Regions from separate parts of the Sus scrofa genome. Here region 1 is linked to region 2. A link is a contact called in public Hi-C data. All regions are on one chromosome and are shown on one strand. Each heading gives the region's core, a stretch centred on a gene start, on an enhancer-like site or on the middle of the called end of the contact. The rest is flanking DNA. Distances are from core to core; before and after follow the strand shown.

Region 1 (4,344 bases), core at 305-2,804, 260 kb before region 2:
GTCTCACATCAGCCGTGTCAGCATCTTGACCAGAAATCCCCTGTGCAAACAAACTTCAGCCTCCCAGACTCAGTTTCACTTCAGCCCGGCAGGGTCTCTGGGATCCTGATTCACTGTCTAATACAGTCCCCAGCTCTACCTTCACCTCTGCTTCTTGGGCCATATTTCTTGCACATCCATAACTCAGATGTTGGCTAAGGCCTCCAGGCCCTGAATACCAAGGCACACTTGGCTAGAACCCCCAACTCCAAGGTCCGTGAACACACAGATCCCTGCCCTTGACTTTTTCCCACTCCCAACGTCATGCAGACATCTGGGAACCAACCTGTTGCCCAGAGAAATTCATTCACAACCAAAAAGTCATAAGTTAGTGACTCTGATGATGCCATCAGGGTGCAGGGTGGCTCACATCACAAACCCCACAGCCCACACAACAGCTTCATGCCTAGCCCCCCTTTCCTTACTTCCTCCCTGTCCCCCATCCCCTCCCACAGAGCCCCGCCCTGCACCTCCTGTTGGGTCCTTCCACCTCCACTGGGGCTCACCCAGGATCTCAGCTTTTGCCTCAAGAGGAATGTAGGGGACTATCCCCCCATCTCATTGCATGTCAATCATTTCTGACTCAATTTTGAATTCTGGGCTCCATCTTTCCGCAGCCACCCAGCCAGCATCTGGGCTCTGATCCCAGTTAAGTGCAGTAGAGAACAAAGAGTGAGTAGGCTTCAAGGGAAAAAATTTAAAAGACCTTTATTGCTTTAAAAATTATGTGGGCCGACTCACCCACATCCTTAAATGTATGCCTGCAGGCTCCACAAAATAGAAGGAAAAGAACTCCGGACCTTGTACCTCGCCTTACTCAGCAGCTCACCCACAGTTTGGCCCCCTAGCTGGTCAGCCTTGATGGGATCACAGAGTTCCAGCAGTATGCATGGAGCTCGGCACCTACTAATGGGATTCGGGCTCTGGTGCTGACACATAAAGGTGGACTCTCTGGACACATCATTCACCTCCCAGCCCCTGTTTTCTGCTAGGCTGACATCCAGCGATCGGGGATGTTATGAAAAATCTATCCAAGAAACAGCATCATCCGGGAGGTGCCTCAAGACCAGAAAACACAGCCCCAGAGGGAAGGGCTGCTCTTATTTGTTGAGCTCAGGAAACGCCGCTGATTTCGACACACGCCTCAGTAAGTCTCTAATTAGGAAGGAGATCTACTGTCACAAAAACCACATGTCTCATCCCAAAGCCAAATGGAATGGGTTTCTGCGTGGGTCCCGCTGGTGGAATATGAGGAGTCACCCCTCCCTCCCTGACAGAGATGACCCCGGAGGCCCGGCTTTGAGGCTCGCTCCGTTGGCTCCTGGTCTCAGAGCATGAAAGGGGCCTGGCAGCTGCAGGCAGCAGCACAAGAGGGCTGGAGCAGCTGGGCTCAGGTCAGGCACAGGGGCTTGGGCTCAGCAGAGACAGCCAAATGCCCAGCCCAGCTGCCACCACCCCGTGCTGGGGCCCTATGCCCAGGCCAGCCCCGGGAGGCCAGGCTGGCAGACTCCCCTCTGCAGCTGCGAGGCTGCCTGGCCCTCCCTGCCATCTCCAGCTTGTTTTCCCTCCCCTCTCCTGCCCTCCAATCTCCCACTTTGCCTCTCTGCCTGTATCTCCTCCCTCTCTATGTTTTTCCTTTTCTCTTTCAGTCTCTCTTTATCTCTCTGTGTGTCTATCTCTGTCTGAGTTTACCTCTCTTTTGTTGCATTTTTTTTCTCTTTGTTTCCTGGCCTCCCTCGGTCCCTCTGTCTCTGCAGTGGGGAGGCAGGGGAGAGAAGGTGGGGAAGGGCTCAGGGATCTCATTCCTTCCTGTTCAGGACTCAGGTAGAAGAGGGGGCGGGATCCTGGGAGCAGGTTGAACTTGGACTGGGAGCAGTATGGGGCCGTGGATCCTTAAGGCGTCTCACAGAATGAGGCCAGGGCCATACGCCGTCTCCCAGGGCAGCGAGGGAAGCCTAGCGCTCACCTCTTATGGACACCACAGGGTGCTCCCTGCAGTGAACTTTCCTGGGCCTTTCCTTAGACCCAGATCCTGGGCTGGAGCTGGCAACAGGATAGCTGAGGCGGTGGGGCTGCTCTGATGGAGCTCCACATGCACAGGTAAGGGATTAAATGCACAATTCCATGGACCCACAATTCCAAGGGGCACCCATGGGTCCAGCAACTCTGCTCACTGGAGAGGGAAAGCTGGAGCTGGGCCTGGAATGACCTGGAGCTTCCTAGGATGTTCTAGAGAGTGCACGGGGGGAGCTGGGTGTATGCCAGCCTAAGCACAGGAGGAGTGTGGGTGCAGGGGGAGGGGGAAGGTGAGACTAGGAAGGAGGTTCAAGTCCTGTCCTGCACTAAGAGTTTCCCAGGCAGCCCCCGGATGCTAGAGCCTTGTCCTCCCATGAAATCGGGAAAGTGCCCCTTCCCTTTCCCTACCTTTTGCAGAGAAAGGGAAATGGAGGAAGGGGCCATGTGGACATGACTGTCTGTCTGCCCAGCAGAGGGGGAAGGCTTCTGCCAGGCTCTCAGTGCTGGGAAAGGGCATTAAGATGAGCTAAGTTCACTCACTGGGGCTGAGTTTCCAAGAGCAGAACCTTATTTAACATGATTTCTGTAATGGGATGGAGGCGGTGGCAGCCATGAGGCTGAGGGACAGAATATCAGTGAGAGATGAAATAAAGTGGTGCTTTTGGCAACTGGACTTGATGTTGCCTGCCCTGCCTCCGGCTTTCCTGGCCCAGTCACACACACCCCTGCCCCCAGAGAGCTCTGAGACCTGAAGATACTCCAAGCTGTCATTGTGCAATGGGGAAACCGAGCAAGAGGGGGAAGGTCCTCAACAAAGTTCAAGGCATCTGCCAGAACTGAGTCAGGCTCCCAGCTCTGCACTGCACCCGTGCACCTGCCAGCTCAGGGGTGGTGCCGCTCCTGGCTCCCCTGAGAGGTTGAGGTATGTGGCCTGCAGGTGGATCCTGAGTGTGAACTGGTGACCTGAACATCATCCATGCACAGGAAGGGCCGGGAAATCTAATCACAGGAGCAGAGCGGCTTTTGAAGACCACCTCTCATGCCTGCGGCAGGCCCCCTTCACTGTCGTGCTCACTGCCACTTCCAACTGTGAGCTTCTCAGATAAGGAACCTAAGGCTCAAGGTGCGCAGGGGCCCTGACTGGGTGCTGAGGCTCAAACCAGAGTCTCCCAGCCCTAAAGCTAATGGAGAATCTATCCTGTCAGATGTATGTGGATATTCACACTCGAATGTTACCATGTGATGTGGGTGTGGATGGTGTGTATGTATGTATAGCACTCACAGCCACACACATGCACACATATGCAAAACACACACATACATATGCACACACAGACACATGCGCACATGTACACAGGCGCACCCACAGGTTTTTTTTTTTTTTTTTAATCTTCACTGCCTCTCCTTGCCCTGTGCTGCATGGAAAATTAGTATATTTCTGCAGTCACTAATCCCTTTCATTTGGATCCAAGCAAATGACAGGATCAGTCTCCATCACTGCCATGGCTAAACCCCAGGGCTCTCCCTGGTGCCTTGAATAAGAGTCAAGATGACCCACTTTCTCCAGCTATCCCCTGTCTCCAGGCTGCTTTGGCTGGGAAACTGTCAGCCTGGTAAATATCACAGGCTTAGCAGGCTGGTTCCAGCTTCCAAGTCTGCCCCCTTTTTGGCTGCCCAGCCTGGCTTATGGGACCGAGCCCCAGGGTCCTGCTCCAAATGCCAGGGTTCAGCTGCCCATACACAGGCAGGACCTGTCTGCACAGCATGCCAGCATCCACAGAGATGCTGTGCCCAAGTGCAGACCAAGGGCACTCACTCCCTCAACCAGTGTTTGCTGGGTGCCTGGTCTGCATCAGGCACACGAGGCCAGCCTGGGAGCTTACAAGGACACAGGCTCTGCCCTTATGAGAGCCCAACTTGGAAGAAAGCTGGTCCTGAGAACAGATTCAGAAATAAACAGCAGAACAAGCCAAGTATTCTCTGAGCTCGGAGAAGGGAACAATGACTTCTGCTGGGAGAATCAACGAATGCTTTTAAGAAGGCTCTCAAGTTGAGACCAGAATGCAAATTAGAATATGCCACATCAAGAAATGAGGGAAGGCCCTCCAGGTGACAGGGACAGCCTGAGCAAAGGCATGGAGGCAGGAGAGAGCAAGAGGCAAAGGAAACAAGAGTGGCAGGAAGGGCAGCTGGAGCCAGATCCTGACCAGCCTTGGATTCTGGAGCAGGGGACAACTTTGTCCCTCAGGCCAAGGTCAGAGGAAGGAAAGACGAGTTTTACAAGGATGT
Region 2 (4,085 bases), core at 111-2,610:
AGCATTCTCATCCAAGGAGGCCTATTTAAGAGCATAGAAGGCAGCACCGCAATGGGGGCGGGGGAAGTGGAAGCAATCTAAAAGCCCATCACCAGAGGGATAGCTAAATAAACTCTGATGTATCTGTGCTAAGGAATGCTACCCAGCAGTTAGAACAAACGAGTTAGAGCTATAAGTACTGACATGGAGAGAACGCCAAGACTAATAGTTAGGTGACAAAATCAAAGTGCGGAACAATACATACAGCGTGATACCATTTCTGTTGAAGGAAAAAACATCCCAACACACTAAAAATAAAATCCATGTATCTCTATATGTACAGATATAAATGTGTGTGTACACTCAGAGAAAGATCAGGAACAATACACATCACAATTATAACTGTGGTTACCTCAACGGGAAGGGAAGCCGGGAGAGAGGGGGGTGGTTACCTTGGTCTGTATTGTGTGACTGTTGCTAACAAGAATGCATTCCTATATTATATGTGTAATTAAAACATTTTAAAGAAAAAAAAAAAAGGGAAAACCTGGCAGTATATCTACCAAAATACCAAAATATTTACAGGGTTTATCTCTGAGTATTGGGATTAGGGCTGTTTTTAATTTTCTTCTGTTTGCTTATCTGTATTTTTAAATTTTCTACAAAGAACATGTCTGTTTTTGTAATAAGAGGAAAAAAAACCTGAAGTAATGTTTAATTAAATACCCACTACACAGGCCCGCAGGGAGGAGCTGTCCCTACCTCTGAGCCAGGTTTGTGTCCACTTTTTTTTGTTTGTTTACACCCCTCCTGAGCCAATTCAGACTTCGATTCCAGGCTTCCCAGATGTTCCATTCTGCACTGGACACCCCCAAGGACCTAAGTTCTGGCTCTCCTAAAGGCCAGTTCTGTTATTCCCTCTCTGTGCAACCTCGGGCCCCACAACACCCTCTCTGGGCCTTGGTTTCATCCCCTACCCATTAGGAGTCCTAAGATCCACCCTGCCTTCTCCACACTGTGGATGGGAGGCTCCAGGAGATGACAGCTGGGCTCTTCTTGAGGAGAACCCTGTGCTTGTGTGCAGATGGTCAGCAGAAGGAAAAAGGGACTGACCAGGAGCCATGACTGCCAAGTCCCAGGACCCCAGACCCTGCCAAGGAGACTGGGCACCAGCTGCAGTGGGTCCACGGAATTTGAAGTCAGGCTGCCTGGAGAAACGTGAAGGATGCAAATCGACATGTGAGCGACGCCCAGCTGGAGGAACTGTGTCTCCCTCAAAGTGGGGCTCTGAGTGTCAGATTTTCCACTCTATTTCTCTGTAGCATGTTCTGCACATCCCAGTGCTAAAAATAACTACAGCACTGGGGGCAGCCTCAGAGTGGCTCCAAGAGCCACTGGGGTTGGCTTGGCACGACAGCCTCCCTTCATCTGGGCAGGACTGGACCCTGCCACACAAAACACCCCCACTCTCCTCTCCTCTCCCAGCCTCCTCCCTGGGTCCATAATTCCTTCCTCTCCTGTGCCACCAGGGACCCTGGGAGCTGGCAGCCTGGGAATCGCAGGGATAAAAACCTGCAGAGAGGGTCATTTGTTTCCACACCCAGAGGAGTGCAGTCACTCCTAAGGCCTTAAAGACAGCAGAAAAGGTGCCCTCAGCCCAAGCCCTGCCCCTGAACTCCAACCTTTCAAACAGCCCACTACTTGGGAAGCCATCCCCCAGACTAGCAGGGGTCGCTGCCACTCCAGCAGAAGCTGGTTTCTCTTGTTCCTATTCCTCCTAGGGAGAAATAAGGAGGGAAGAGCTAGTTCCAAGTTCAACTCAAACTGAACATGGGGCAGATGTATGGACCGGGGTCTGCTGTCCTTGGTCTCCAACACCAAGGCCAAGACTGAGTCACAGGTCCCTCTGCGCAGCGGGGTGAAACTCCAACCATTTGAGCCAGTCGTGAGGTATCAAAATGTCTTCCCTCCTTAGCTTCCCCACCAACTCAGCCACAAGGAAGGACTGTGCACATCTGTGCTGGGCCTGGGAGGGCAGCAGGAGACATGGCAGCCTGAGAGGCATCTGTGTCTGCGAAGAGTTTATGTTACACTCGGGCCTCAAGGCTAGGGCACGAAAAGGCAACAAACATGGTATACAACCCATCACAGAAGGAGGCAGGGAAGTCATAGCACACCCAGGGAGGTGACCCCTGGCTGGGAGTGTCCCTGGAGAAGTGACTAGTGAGATCTGAGTAAAGACATGGAGAGGAGAGGCCACAGGTGCTGTGGACACAAAGGAATGCTGAGGAGAAGGAGAAAGAAAACTGAAAATGGGGTTGAGTCCAACTATGCAGCCCTTTCTTTGAACATCAGGGATAAAGATTTGGACTTTATTGCTTAGGCCACATTTCTAAAGAGTATTCCAAAAATGGGTCAAGAAGTGAATCTGAGAAGTTCCTTTCGTGGCTCAGTGGTTAACAAACCCAACTAGAATCCATGAGGACACAGGTTCGATCCCTAGCCTCGTTCAGTGGGTTAAGGATTCAGCATTACCATGAGCTGTGGTGTAGGTCGCAGATGCAGCTCGGATCTGCCATTGCTGTGGCTGTGGTATAGGCCAGCAGCTCTAGCTTCCATTTGACTTCTAGCCTGGGAACGTCCATATGCTGCAGGTGCAGCCCTAAAAAGACAAAAAAAAAAAAAAAAGTGAATCTGTAAAACAAATGAAGGGATACGTGTGTGTGTGTGTTGTGGGGGGGAGGGGGCTGTATTATGATTACATTGGACATACTTAGCTTAAACCAAAGTTAACCTGTTTCTTTACCAAGGACTCCTCAGGGCCTTTGATCTGTGACATACAGGGTAGGTCCCTGAGAAGGAAGGGACAAAGGAAGCCACGTTTCCCTCACTTGACCACAGAGCTCTTTCATCACAGAGCGTCTCATGGGACCAGCACTCCAGCAAACACATTTGGGAAACATGGCAGGGTCTGGAAAGGCCAGGAATGCAAGGTGACTGTCATTTCAGGTCGTGGCCTGGAAGCCTGTGCAGCCATGCTAGAGCAAGGGGAGAGGCCCTCCTGGCATGGGCAGATGCCCAGATGAGTCAGAGCTGCCTACAGCCAGCCCTGGGGGACCTGGAGGAACCACATGATTTCTCCAGGCCCCAGTCTACTCTCCTTGGAAGGGGCAGCCTCCATGGGCCTGTGTGGGTGGGACAGTGGGGGAAGCTGTGAAATGACTCTTAGCCAGGAGGAGTCTAGAGCTGGTCCTACCACCACCCCCAGTAGTAGGGGGCTAGAATCAAAGTGGGGGGCTTAGAACAGGGCCAGTGATGAATCAGGAGACAGCACGTGAGTCAGGACATCCCGGGAGACATAACCTAGAACTTGAAACAGGACGTTTCCCTCAACTCCTCATCCTCTTATTGTTTCTTGCTTCCCAGCCCCCTCTAAGCCTTCTCCTGACAACACAAAGCCTCCAAGGGAATCGTGTGGAGTTTGGAGGGAGATCTCTGGCATTCTAGAGCTGGCTCTGACATTTCCAAGCGGTGCAGCCCTGGGAAATCCCTTAACTTCTCTGAGCCTCCATTTCCTCAGCTGTGAAGGACAGACAAGGATGACAATGATGACAAGGACACTCTGAGGTCTTCCTGTGCCGGCCCACATTCTGCATGCTTGATGGAGAACAGGCTCTAGTATTATCCTATTTTTACAGATGTGCAAACTGAGACACTGGGGAGTGAAGGGAACTGCCCAAGGCCACACAATGAGTGAAGAAGCGGGAGATCTATCGCAGGCGCTGCAGTGACAGAGAGGAACATTCTGGGGACCAGCATGTCATCCCCTTACAATGTCACTAGGATACAGGGAAGGTTGCATTTTCAAAGATACCCACACCACAATCACCCACCCCACAGGCTCACTGGCAATATGGCCTTGCTGTCCTCCATAAAGAAGAGGGTTCAATTTCTCTGCCCTCTTGAGTCTGGCTGGGCTCACAACTGCTCTGTCCCATAGAATACAGAAAATGACATAGCCAGTTTAAGGCACGGTCCTTAACTAGCCCAGGTGCTTCCACTTTCTGTACTCCTGCAGCCAGTTTCCATGAAAAAGTATGACTACC

Evidence for each region. A called contact is a pair of places that touch in the nucleus more often than the background predicts.
Region 1: a contact with region 2 is called in a Hi-C map of heart right ventricle, with 2.8 times the contacts expected there. The contact joins two enhancer-like sites. A contact is called at or near these places in 2 of 47 Hi-C or Micro-C datasets (embryonic fibroblasts and heart right ventricle).

What each region holds. Positions count from the first base shown.
Region 1 is chr14:80,887,966-80,892,309 of Sscrofa11.1, reverse strand. The region is part of intron 5 of LOC102163764 (a long non-coding RNA gene); the gene reads right to left. Among named protein-coding and RNA genes, the nearest start is that of RPS24, 420 kb to the right of the region's middle. Within about 2 kb of position 1,554, at least 26 of the 83 cell types and tissues checked have an H3K27ac peak or open chromatin away from gene starts, as enhancers often do.
Region 2 is chr14:80,632,611-80,636,695 of Sscrofa11.1, reverse strand. The region is part of intron 2 of LOC102163764 (a long non-coding RNA gene); the gene reads right to left. Among named protein-coding and RNA genes, the nearest start is that of RPS24, 160 kb to the right of the region's middle. Within about 2 kb of position 1,360, at least 3 of the 83 cell types and tissues checked have an H3K27ac peak or open chromatin away from gene starts, as enhancers often do.